2 separate regions of the Mus musculus genome follow, and region 2 is linked to region 1. A link is a contact called in public promoter capture Hi-C data. All regions are on one chromosome and are shown on one strand. Each heading gives the region's core, a stretch centred on a gene start, on an enhancer-like site or on the middle of the called end of the contact. The rest is flanking DNA. Distances are from core to core; before and after follow the strand shown.

What was found. Promoter capture Hi-C pulls out the DNA fragments that hold promoters and counts their contacts.
Region 2: a promoter capture Hi-C map of liver shows a contact between it and region 1, with 2.7 times the contacts expected there. The contact joins the enhancer-like site here to the promoter of Actr5 in region 1. A contact is called at or near these places in 6 of 39 promoter capture datasets (the 3T3-L1 cell line, hippocampal neurons, liver and 1 more) and 1 of 115 datasets of contacts at active chromatin or transcription factors (embryonic stem cells).

The regions. Positions count from the first base shown.
Region 1 is chr2:158,621,265-158,627,051 of GRCm38.p6, forward strand. It overlaps Actr5 (ARP5 actin-related protein 5), which reads left to right and starts at 3,649. Exons shown (of 9, transcript NM_175419.4): 1 at 3,649-4,252; 2 at 5,063-5,292. The coding sequence starts at 3,878.
Region 2 is chr2:160,336,806-160,342,946 of GRCm38.p6, forward strand. It overlaps Gm46773 and a transcript of Gm826 not described here. Among named protein-coding and RNA genes, the nearest start is that of Gm826, 12 kb to the left of the region's middle. Within about 2 kb of position 2,891, at least 5 of the 459 cell types and tissues checked have an H3K27ac peak or open chromatin away from gene starts, as enhancers often do. A contact at or near this core is called in liver, where this site is marked.

The DNA.
Region 1 (5,787 bases), core at 2,399-4,898:
CAAAATGTTTCTGTGGTCCCAGAAAGCTGTTAGATACAGCACAGGCACCGACAGGACAGTAAGGAGCCAAAGTGTGCTTGGTAGCCGTGCCTAGCACAATGTCCCCAGGCTCCAGTGTCATTTGTTACAGAGGCCTTGGCACAGGCCCCAGAGATGAAAATGAGAACCAGATCGTTTGGCCTCAAGTTCACGAGGCCAAGTGATAAGTGAGGGTTTAAGAGAACCCCCAGCATTAAGTAGCTTCTATCAGAAGTAGCTGCTCACCATGGGAGAAGCTGGGTTAGGAGATCTAACAGCGGCCCACAGAGCAAAGGAAATCCCCCACTCTGGAGACTTTAGATGAGGGGCTCTCTGACTGTAGGTTCTAGAAGTTTAGAAGCTTTAGGGGAGGTTTTAGAATGATAGGTTATAAGGTGTGGCACCCACCTTCTAATGTCACACTGTGTCTGTCACCTTTGAGTGTACTGCTCATCTCTCAACCCAGATGGCTGACTGCATCTCCCACAGTTGGAGTGCATACCCTGTACCGGCTTCTGACTAGGAATTCTGCCAGTGTGACCATGTAGTCGATGTGTGTGAGGTAGCGGGGAGCCTCCTGGCAGAGAAACCGTTCTCAGAGAAGAACCAGGAAAGGAAGGTGTGGAGTGGGGACATTCGAAAGCCAGCACGGCACCTGATGGCATATGTGCTCTAGAAAAGAGAGCTGTGGCTGGCCCTAGGAAGAAGGGCTATTTAGAAAAACACAAAAGCTGTTAAACTTAAGTCTCTGCCATACAATAAATACCAAATCATGTTGGCTTGTGGCTCCAAACAATGAATATAAATGAGGAAAACATCTGTCTGCCAGGACAGTGGTATCTTAGGGTTTTACTGCTGTCAACAGACACCATGATCAAGGCAACTCATATGGACAACATTTAATTGGGGCTGGCTTACAGGTTCAGAGATTCACTCCATTATCATCAAGGTAGGAACATGGCAGCATCCAAGCAGGCATGGTGCAGGAGGAGCTGCATCTGAAGGCTTCTAGCAGAATACTGACTTCCAGGCAGCTAGAATGAGTCTTATAACCCACACGACAGTGATACACCTACTCCAACAGAGCCACATACTCTAATCCTGCCACTCCCTATACAAACCATCACAAACAGTGTTGGCACAGAATCTCGAAGTTCTGCCTTTGTGGAAGAACTCAGTAAGGCAGTGGTTCTCAGCCTGTGGGTCATGACCCCATAGGGGGAGTTGAACGTCCCTTTCACAGGGTTTGAATATCAGCTATTTATATTTCAAGTCATAGCACTAGCAAAATTGCAAAGCAACAGTAATAATTTTATGATTGGGGGTCACTACAATGTAAGGATTTGTATTAAAGGGTTGCAGCATTAGGAAAGTTAAGATCCACTGATGGCAAAAAGGGCCTGAAGGATTCTGGGAGAAGAGATGTAGTAGTAGGCACATCTGGACTGTTACCTGGGCAGTTTCAGGACAACTGGGAGACTTTGGGCAGGAATGAGAATGACCATGGGAGGTTCCCAGGAAGGAAGCAGAAGTAGGTAAGGCCCAGGGGAATTTGAACTGATAACAGTACAACCTGCAGGCACCTCTTGGTGTAAAAGCAATGGGTGCTCTTCCTGGAAAGTGGGGAGCATGAACTATGGCCCGAGGATGGAGCAAACTAAAACCTGGGTTTCAGCAGGGTAATGTGACTTCAAATTTCTTTCGTGTGTGTGTGTGTGTGTGTGTGTGTGTGTGTGTGTGTACATATACCATGCATGCATGTGGAGGTCAGATGACAACTTGCAGGAGTCAGTTCCTTTCCTCCACCCTGTGGGACCTGTGATCAAATTTGGGTTGTGAGGGCATCAGTGTCTTTAACTGCTCACCATCTTGATGGTCCTCTGTTTATTTACGTTTTTTCTTTTTAAAAAATGCAAAAAAATAAAATGGCAAGGACAGGATCTCAGATCCCCTGGCTGGCCTCCATCTCACTGTGTAGCCCAGGCTGGCCATGAACTGTAAGATCTAGAGTCTAGATCTTTTTGTTCCCGCATTCCAGGTGCTGGGATGGCAGGCCCGTGCCACCGTAGTGGGCTGCCACTTTTTTTTCTTCCTTCCTTCCTTTCTTTCTTCCTTTCTTCCTTTCTTTCCTTCCTTCCTTCCTTCCTTCCTTCCTTCCTTCCTTCCTTCCTTCCTTCCTTCCTTCCTTCCTTCTTTCTTTCTTTCTTTGTTTTTTTGTTTTTCGAGACAGGGTTTCTCTGTATAACCCTGGCTGTCCTGAACTCACTTTGTAGACCAGGCTGGCCTCGAACTCAGAAATCTGCCTGCCTCTGCCTCCTGAGGGCTGGGATTAAAGGCGTGCGCCACCAAGGCCGGCTTTTTTTTTTTTTTTTTTGCCACTTTTCTTAAAACGTCATGTAAATAAACCAGCCTTCAAAGTGCAGGGCTAAAGCTTAAAAGAAGAAAGAAAATACAGCAATCAAGAAAACAGAAAACTTGAGTTGTCGTGGCGTGCTTGGGGAAAGAGGAAAGAGAAAAAAAAAACAATGCTGGAGTGGTGATCAGGGTGTCTAAGCCCCAAACAACAGCTGCAAGCTGGGTGGTGGGTGGGAGAGGGGAGGATGGTCAGCAGGCTTTCAGGGCAATCTTATCGGGTGGAGCCGTCCTGGTAGGAATTCAGTCAAATGTTCAATCAGGCAATGGATAAAATGAAGACACTTAATCCAGTCTCAAAAAAATTATCTCCCACTTGATCCAGTCTCAAAAAAATTATCTCCCATATCCTCTTCTGTATTCCAGAAGCTTTTATAGAATGCACTCCAAAACAAGGGGTAAACTGGTGTGTCTGTGTGTGTATCTGTGTGTGTGTGTGTGTGTGTGTGTGTGTGTGTGTGTGTGAGATGTCAATAACCCTAATACATAAAAGGCTGGAACAGGAGGATGGCTGAGAGTTGAAGGCCAGCATGAGATACAACGACATGATTAAAAACAAAAACAAAGACAAAACCAAAAACAAAGCAGGGCAGTGGTGGCACACGCCTTTAATCCCAGCACTTGGGAGGCAGAGGCAGGCGGATTTCTGAGTTCGAGGCCAGCCTGGTCTACAGAGTAAGTTCAAGATAACCAGAACTACACAGAGAAACCCTGTCTCAAAAAAGCAAACCAAACAAAACAAAACAAAAAGTGAAATATTCAATCTTAAGTAGACAGCTTGATGAATTTTTACAAACTCACTAAATATTCATTTTAGCTGCCACTCCCAGAAACTGAAGTTAGTAGTACCTCAGAGTTTGGAGTTTGACTGGGCCCTTGAGGGCCCTGAGTTCCATCCCTGGAACCTATTGGGTGAAGAGAACAGGCATCTTGGCACGCTCCCACACCCATCACGCAATAAATAAACAAATGAACAGAAAAAGAAGTCAAAGGGGAAGGAGATTAGCTTAACACGGTCACAAAACTAAGGGCTAGATCTGCAAGGCTATGCAGACAGAGACCAAGGGAGAGTAAGGGGACAGGGAGGGGCGGAGTCCAGCCCAGTGTGGGTGGAGCCTTTGGTCCCTTAGTTAGAGCAAGGGGCGTGGCTACGCCTCCATGTTCGGAGCTGGGGGCGGGGCTCGTGGACAGCCAGTTAGCGCGAAGAGGCGTGGCCACAAGGAGGCTGTTGCGGACAAGCTGGAGCTACGGTTGGACTTGAGGCCTGGATCAGCGGGGAATAGAAACCCACAGAAAGTTCTGGAGCGCCAGGCGGGAATCAGGTGCTGAAACCAGCGAGTCCTCCCGTAAGGAGGAGGCTTCCGGACGCTTCGGGGCCCAGAGACTCAGACGCGGCCCGGGGTTTCGTGACGCACTCGGCTTCGGGGCGGGACCGGCGCTGGCCAAGATGGAGGCCAACGTGTTCCGCTTCCGAGATGCCCGCTCTGCTCCGGATCCCGTGCTCGAAGCCGGGCCGGTGGCCTTCGGGTCGCAGCCGGTGCCTCTGGTGCTGGACAACGGGTCGTTCCAGGCTCGGGCCGGGTGGGCGTGCCCCGGGCCGGACCCCGGTCCCGAGCCTCGCCTGCAGTTCCGCGCCGTGTGTGCGCGCGGCCGCGGCGGGGCGCGCGGCGGGCCGGGGCCGCAGGTGGGCAACGCGCTGGGAAGCCTGGAGCCTCTGCGCTGGATGCTGCGCTCGCCCTTCGATCGCAACGTCCCGGTCAACCTGGAACTGCAGGAACTGCTGCTGGACTACAGCTTCCAGCACCTCGGCGTCTCCTCGCAGGTGAGGGCCTGCCGGGCAGGGCGCGCTCGGCTTCAGCCGTCATGCCAGGCAGTAGGGTATTGAACACAAGTTCGTCAGCCTTGTGCTAGGAGCTAAGGGTACACCACGAAGTCTTTATCTTCCAGAGGATGGGCTGTCTCAGGCACAAGGGTCCAGTTTGCAATAGTCCAAGTGAGATGAGTTTTACCAGCACCAGTCCGATCCTGGAAGTATTTTGAAGATAAAACCAACGGGGTTTATCAGTTAACAGTTTAGCCAAAGCTTGACTTAATAAACTTAAAATGAACCGGGCATGGGTTCACGGCCCTTTAATCCGGGCACTCGGTAGGCAGAAGCAGGCAGATGTTTGTGAGTTCAAGGCCAGCCAGGGCTACACAGAGAAACCTTATCTTAAAAAAACAAAAAACCAACAGACAGACAGACCTACGAAAAGCTTAAATTGATCATGTTATTTTGGCTTCCCAAAATAATCTCCAATAGAGATGAAATGTATTCTTTAAAATGGCCCGTGAGCACCTTTTAAAAGATGTATTATTTCAAAGTTATATGTGTGAGAATGTGTACAAGAGTGTAGGTGCCTTAGGCAGGTGATCTTCTGTGACTGGAGTCAGAGATTAGGTGCTGGGAAACAGAGTTGGGTTCTAATGTGTTCTCTCTAGTCCTCGTGTCTGGCCTTGAGTGTCTCCCTCCACGACCTCGTGTTTTAAATTAGAGTTCAAAAGTAAATTCTGTCCTGCGTAAGGATTTGGGGTTATTTTTGCATTTCATGCATGCTTCCGTTTGTCTCTTTGTGCTTGTCTTTCAAAGTAGGGCTGCGTTGATCATCCCATAGTTCTGACAGAGGCTGTGTGTAACCCCCTCTACTCCCGTCAAATGATGTCGGAGCTCCTTTTCGAATGCTACAGGATCCCGAAGGTTGCCTATGGGATAGACAGCCTCTTCAGCTTCTACCACAACGTGCCCAAGAATGCCCTTTCCAGCGGCCTCATCATTTCATCCGGCTACCAGTGCACACACATCTTACCGGTCTTGGAAGGGAGGTGAGCTGTGCCGTGGCATTGTGTGGGAGAAGCATCGTTTTAGGGCTGCCTGGAATCATGGGACGTAAAAGGTGCCTGTTGGAAAGTCTGGGAAGTGCTAGGTGGTTTAACTGAGCTGGGCTCAGACCTACATCAGTGAGTGCCTTCAGAAGTTACTCTACCTGCCCTTTGGGACCTCCTGGAGGGACTTCAAGTTGGTCTTATGTCTGATTGACAGTTATACAGTGTTACAATTCTGATTTATGGGGGAACAGTTAACATGATACCTGCCCATAGGAGGCATTCAGTAAGCATGGTTTGAGTAAGTTATTCCATTATATTTCTTTCTTTCTTCTTAAAATTTGTGTGTGTGCTTATGCATGCAGGAGCACACCTGTGTCTGTCTGTCTGGATTTGACAGTGCTTGACAGGAAGCTGGAAGCAGAGAACTGTATAAGGGCATTGGTTCTCTGTTTCCACCATGTGGGTCTTAGGAATTGAACTCAGAGGTCCTCA
Region 2 (6,141 bases), core at 1,641-4,140, 1.7 Mb after region 1:
GTTTCACTTTTGACTTGACACAAGGTAGGGTCATTTGGGAAGAAGAAATCTGAATTAAGAAACTCTGCCTCTATAGGATTAACAGTGAGTCGTAGAGCATTTTCTTGATTGAACTTTGATGTGGGAGGACCAGCCCATTTTGGGCAGTGCTACCCCTGGGCAGGTGGTCCTGGGATATATAAGAAAACAAACTGAATGCACCAGGAGGAACAAGCCAGTAGGCAGCACTCCCCCCATAGCCTCTGCATCAGCTTTAGGTCCCTGCTCTGTTTGAGATCCTGCCCTGACTCCTTCAGTGATGGACTGTGATGCCGAACCATAAGCTAAAATAAGCCCCTTCCTCCCCAAGTTGCTTTTGATCATGGTGTTTTATCACAGTAATAGAAGCCTTAAGACAGACAGACAGACAGACAGACAGACAGACAGACAGACACACACACACACACACACACACACACACACACACACACACACACAGAGCAGTTTGCCGTCCATCTCTGAGTCCCTCCCCAGTCCCCCTGGCAGACTGTACAGAGAAGGGCCAAGTTCAGTGTACCAGCAAATTTCCCACTATGGGCAGCCAGAAGTCTGCTTTGCTGTGATTTGAGGCAGAGCATGCATCTGAGTCCCCTGGGTATAAATCCACTAGGCTGTCACTCACTAGCTGGGGGCCATTCCTGGTGACTATCAATCCTTAGCCTGTCATCAACACTGACAGTGTAGACTTAGGCAGTTGGAAGTGGGAGAATATATGAGGTCCAGGGAAGACAAAGAGGTCGTCCACATTGCCTACGTCTATCAGAGCCCAGAACACGGCACTACCATGGACTCTACCTGCATCTGTCCTGCCTTGTTTATAGCTATCTTCCCAGGGCCTCCCCTCATTCTTGCCACAGAGGAACATGTGGCTAACCAAATTGATATCCCACTTGGGGCAGTTCCCCCAGCCCATCAGTAGTCTGGGAACTCTACTCTTTTACTTCCAGCTGGGAAAAGATGGAAGAGGCAGAGAGTAGGGACACCTTTGCTCTCACCAGCGTTAGCCAGACATTCCAGGGGCCATCTTTCCCTGGAAGCGCCATACATAGATAATGAGAGCTGAATCAGTGTCAGAGGTCTGGATTCAAATCTCAGCTCCATCCACTACAGTATGGCCTTGGGCCAGTGGCACAACTTCAAATTTCAGATGAAAACATGATTAAAAGAAGCATGATCAGTACAATAGCTCCACTAGTGGAAGGAGTTAAAGGGACCTGATGGGTCGCAGACAGCTCTAACTGGCTAATATCACTCTGCAGGTCATTGGAAGCCATTGATCCATTTCCCAGTGCCGCTCAGCAAGCATAGATGCTCTTGACCCCATAATCAGCTTTCCCTCTATGATGTCAGGCAATGCCCTCCCATAGGATCTGGTTTTGAGACCCTACACAGGATCTTCAAAGTCTTTTTCCTTCCCTCTCCTGGAGGGAGTCTAATGTCCGAACTGAATGAGAACTCAACACCAAGACATTTGAGCCACACGGAACAGGATGTGCCTCACTAACCCCTTGGGACCCTTTGCTTCAGTGCAAACAGTTGGGGGCCGCATCAGTATTCTTGAGGTGATCACACCAGGAGGGGCTGGTCAACTCACTCTGTTTATCTGAGGTTCTGTGTCTGTCTGTAAAGTGGAATCAATGCAAGGACCTACCTCAAAAAGATACTGGTGTGATCAAATGAGATTATACATGAAAATGGTACAGTTCTTAAGCATTAGGTCACATTAGGAGGCAGCTAAGAGCTTGCTTCTGCCTTATTCGTGTGCTGATTCTTCCTGCGATCTTCTCAAGTCAGAAAGCTGTCAGATTTTAACTGAATCTGTATAAATAACTAAGAACAGATCAGGAGATCTGTGGCCCACCACACACTGCTCCAGAAGCATATTCGTCACCCAGCTGCCTCCCTCCACCTCCCTTGCCCCCTGGACACATATGCCCCCAGGACTGATAATAGGGTTCTCTCTGTGTCTCCGGGTCCTTAACTTAGCAACTAACGCAAGGACATAAACTGGATCCCTTTTGGTCGTGGCTGGCCTAAATCCAGGAAGACCGTTTGAGAGCCATTTATTCCGACTCTCCCTACATGGAGGAGCCTAGATGAGCACAATAGGAAGCCATCACTGGGCTCTCACCAGGCTGCAAGCTTCTCCAGTAGCTCACTAACTCACTACAGTATCAGGCCATCAATGGGTGAGTTTCAAGTGGGTCGGTCCAAGTGACTTGCCCAAGAGCCCATGGATACAGTCATAAAATTAGGATTTGAACCCTGGACTGTGAAACACCAAACCTCTTCCCTTTTTGCAAAGCTAATTGGAATGTTCGTAACAGAGGTGAAAAACTGAATGGGAAATAGGTTTGTTCATCCGGTTTTTTTTTTTTTTGAATGATCGTATGCCAACCTGATGCCAGAGATCTACCATGCATAAATTATCCATAGCAGTTTGACAAGAGTTTCCTTGAGATTTGGGGTCTGTGGTCCTTCTCCTTAAGCTGGAAACCTCAGATCACCAGAATACAGAAGTGAGGCTCCATTGCCATACGACCGACCTCCACGTTACAGCATAGAGCACTTGGAAGCATAAGCTGCCACTCAGAAACCCTAACCCCCCACTACCCTGAAACCACTTGAGGCCATGTGTGCTGCTTCAGATGATAATCCTGCAACCTCAGCCTTGAGCCACAACAGCCTGGATCCCAGACACGGGAGCAAAGAAGCGTCTTGAAGAGGATCCCCATTCCCAGAACTGTAGTCATCCCAGCTGAGCTGCTCAAATATTACAAAGCAGAAAGGAGCTGTCCCCTGGTGTCCTTCACTTGTCCCTGCCCTCAGAGTCTGTGAGCAAAGTGTAAGGGATGCTGTCTGACAACAGCAAGCTGTGGGAGGTGTGTTGGGCAGCGGCACCCACGTCACCAGGACACCTTCTTACGACACAGGCTCTTATTTCCCAATGCTTTGGACTTGACCGTGGAAATGCACATGGAGTCCAAAGTCAAAGCTCTCATGGACCATTGGAAAGTTCTCATTTGGCCCAGGTCATTGGCTGCAGAGTTGGTGAAGGCATGAACCATTGGCAGCCATTCGTCCTTCCTCAGGAGTTATTGTATTGCTGCTATATCTGTCTGTGCCTGTCCTAGTGCTAGGGACAGGGTGACAGGCAGGCTTTGCCCTTAGCATTTGGTCCTGCAGAACAGATGGACATCAGACCAAACATTTTAAGTGAAAAATGGAAACCCACACCTAAGGAGCAGCAAATTATACTCAGTACATGAGCAGGGTAGACCTAAGATGCTCTGAGTCTGTGTGCATCTGACATGGATGATAGCAGAGGCAGAAGACTGCCAGCAAAGAGAATAGCCTGGGAGAGGTTCAGTCAAGAGACCTGAGAGGTTTTCTAGGGCGTATCAGGTGGACAGTGTGACTAGAGAAAAGCCCCAGGGCAGGGGTGGGGCTGGAGGACCCTGGGAAGGAGCCGAGCATGTCCCACCATGTGACTTCCTCCAGCACAAAGTCCCAATCTGTGACCTGTGGACTTTTCTTCCCTCCTTCCCGAGAGCTGTGACCTGTGGGTCCCCTCTCGTTCCTGGAGCTCTTGGTGGCTTCCCCACTCTGATGCTCCCTTCTCTGTTTCTGGGCCACCACCCCTTGCCCAGTCATTACTATAACAGGACTTTCCCTTCTCACAAGACAGTAACACTTCCCAGATGCCTATACACTACTTGGATGGCCCCAGGATATTAAGTGAAAACCCAAGGTTATAATATGTTTGTGTTTGATCTTTTAAAAAAAAAAAAACCGAATTGCAATTGTCCTACTTAATTTTAAGCCATGTCCTTTTGGGAAGTCTCAAGCTTTAACATAAAGCACACCCACTGTTTTCTGAGGCTTGGCACTCCAAAGTTTTATGAAATTATTAATAATTTCAAACAGGCTATTTGAATTCTAACATAGCCTTCCACCTGCCCTTCAGAGACCTCCTCACTCTTTCTCTTATTGAGTTTAAGACCTGGGCCGTACTAGGTCATTTTTGTCCTAGAGTTCTGAGCCCCCCCATCTCATCGCTTCAAAGCTCCACATGAAACTGGGTAAAGTATGTCATGTCTGGGCCTCAGCCACCTTGGGTTAGATACTGAGCACTCTACCCTAAGGCTATGCTGTGTTTGGGGGATTCTGGAACTCCTCACTATGCTATAGCTGGCCCACACAGAAGGGAAGGCTGACCATGGGTAATAGAACAGCCTGTGCAGTCAAGCCAGGCCACATCTGACCACACCATATTGATGTACGTGCTGTGTGTGTGTGCACCTGTGCAAAAGAAAACAGACACAAAGACCCCCTCTACCAGCCTCAGTAGCAGCTGACAGTGACTTCCATCTCCCCTGTGTCTAAGGGAAGAGACCAGAAACCTCCCAAGGCCCCAGACGAAGATCATAGTTCACAGAAGAAGCTGAGGACAGGGCAAAGTCTAGCAAGCACCTAGCAAACACCTAGCAAGCACCTAGCAAGCACCAGGGGCCTCCCAGTACCTCATGACTTAATCGGCTCCCAAGGAAATCAGAGCAAAGGAATTCAAGGCTCTGGAAGGCAGTGGGCATGCCTACAGGGAATCTGTGAGAAGCAGGTGCCACTCTGCCTTTTCTCTCCATTTAATTCCCAGGGATTGGAACATAGAATCAGATGTACAGTAACACTCTGTTGAATATGTGATTAAGTGAATGAATGAATGAATGAATGAATAGTCAAAAAAAAAAAAACTGTATCCCAGATCTAATGACTCCAAAGTCTAGAAGGCCCTTGTTTTGCAGATATGTAAGGACTAGACCAAAGAGGGCTGGAGAAATGGCCCAACAGCTAAGAGCACTGGCTATTCTTCCAGAGGACCCACGTTCAATTCAAAGCACCTACATAAAAGCTCACAATTGCCTATAACTCCAGTTCCAGGGAATCCAGCATCTTCTTCTGGCCTCCATGGGTACCTGTATGCACAGGTACAACTCGTGCATGCATACACACACACACACACACACACACACACACACACACACACACACGAGCGTGTGCACACACACACACACACATACTTGCACACAATAATTTTTTAAGGTGGACCAAATGAACATACAGCAGCAAGGAAGCAGAGACTACAACAGCCTCAAGCCCTACTCTAAGGATGCAGAGACTACATTCTCAGGTCCTACTAAGAACAAAGATAGGAAAAATGAGCAGACAATATTTGACAGAGGTTTTGAAGTTTAAATAGGAGTTTTCCAGGCTGGTCACTCATTTTCCAAATGTTTAACAAACACCTACTGAATGTGAGACACCAGGCTAGGAACTCAGGATCCACCAGTGAAGGATTTCTACCCTCTTAGAGCACGCATTCAAGGTGACCCAGAGATGGTATTCCAGGCTGAGGGAAGAAGAATAAGGAGGATTCTGAAAGTGAAGAATATGGAGCTCGTTGGACACGAGAGAGGTGGAGAAGCGAGCAAGATCCAGAAGCTCCTGAGTAGTGTCAAGACTTGGTGGCATCCTAAGACATGGTCACCATAGCCCCTTAACTGAATATCTTGACTGGCCTGTGGTTATGTTTTAATCCATCTGTCTTTACACATTCTTAAGCCACAGCTACTCCCCTGAAAGATGCAGAGCTAAAGAGGTATGCACTGGGTGCCAATTAAGAGAAAAGAAATGATTTTGCTCCATTTTTTTCATATCTGATACTGATTTAAGTATTGAAAAACATTTATTCCCACATTTAAAGCCAACATTTTTTATGTCAAGTATTCAGGCCCCTGCACAGGTGCTTACGTTGCTTATAAAATATGTGACATGTTTTAATTTCTCTAAATCAATCAATCATCCCTGATGCCTTTGGCAGGAAGAAAGATAGAAAACAGGCTTTTATTTTATTAGGAGCGCTTGTCAACATTTCAACTGGGAAGTTGCCTGGCCCAAGTTTCTGCAGATTGCTGGGGAATATGAAAGTAGCCGGCTCTAGGTTGAGTTTGGATGAGAGTCCAAGGGTCAGGAAGGACTGTGGGTCTTGGGTTCAAGTAGGACCCATTGGGGCATGGGACCACAGGGAAATTGAAGATAGGCATT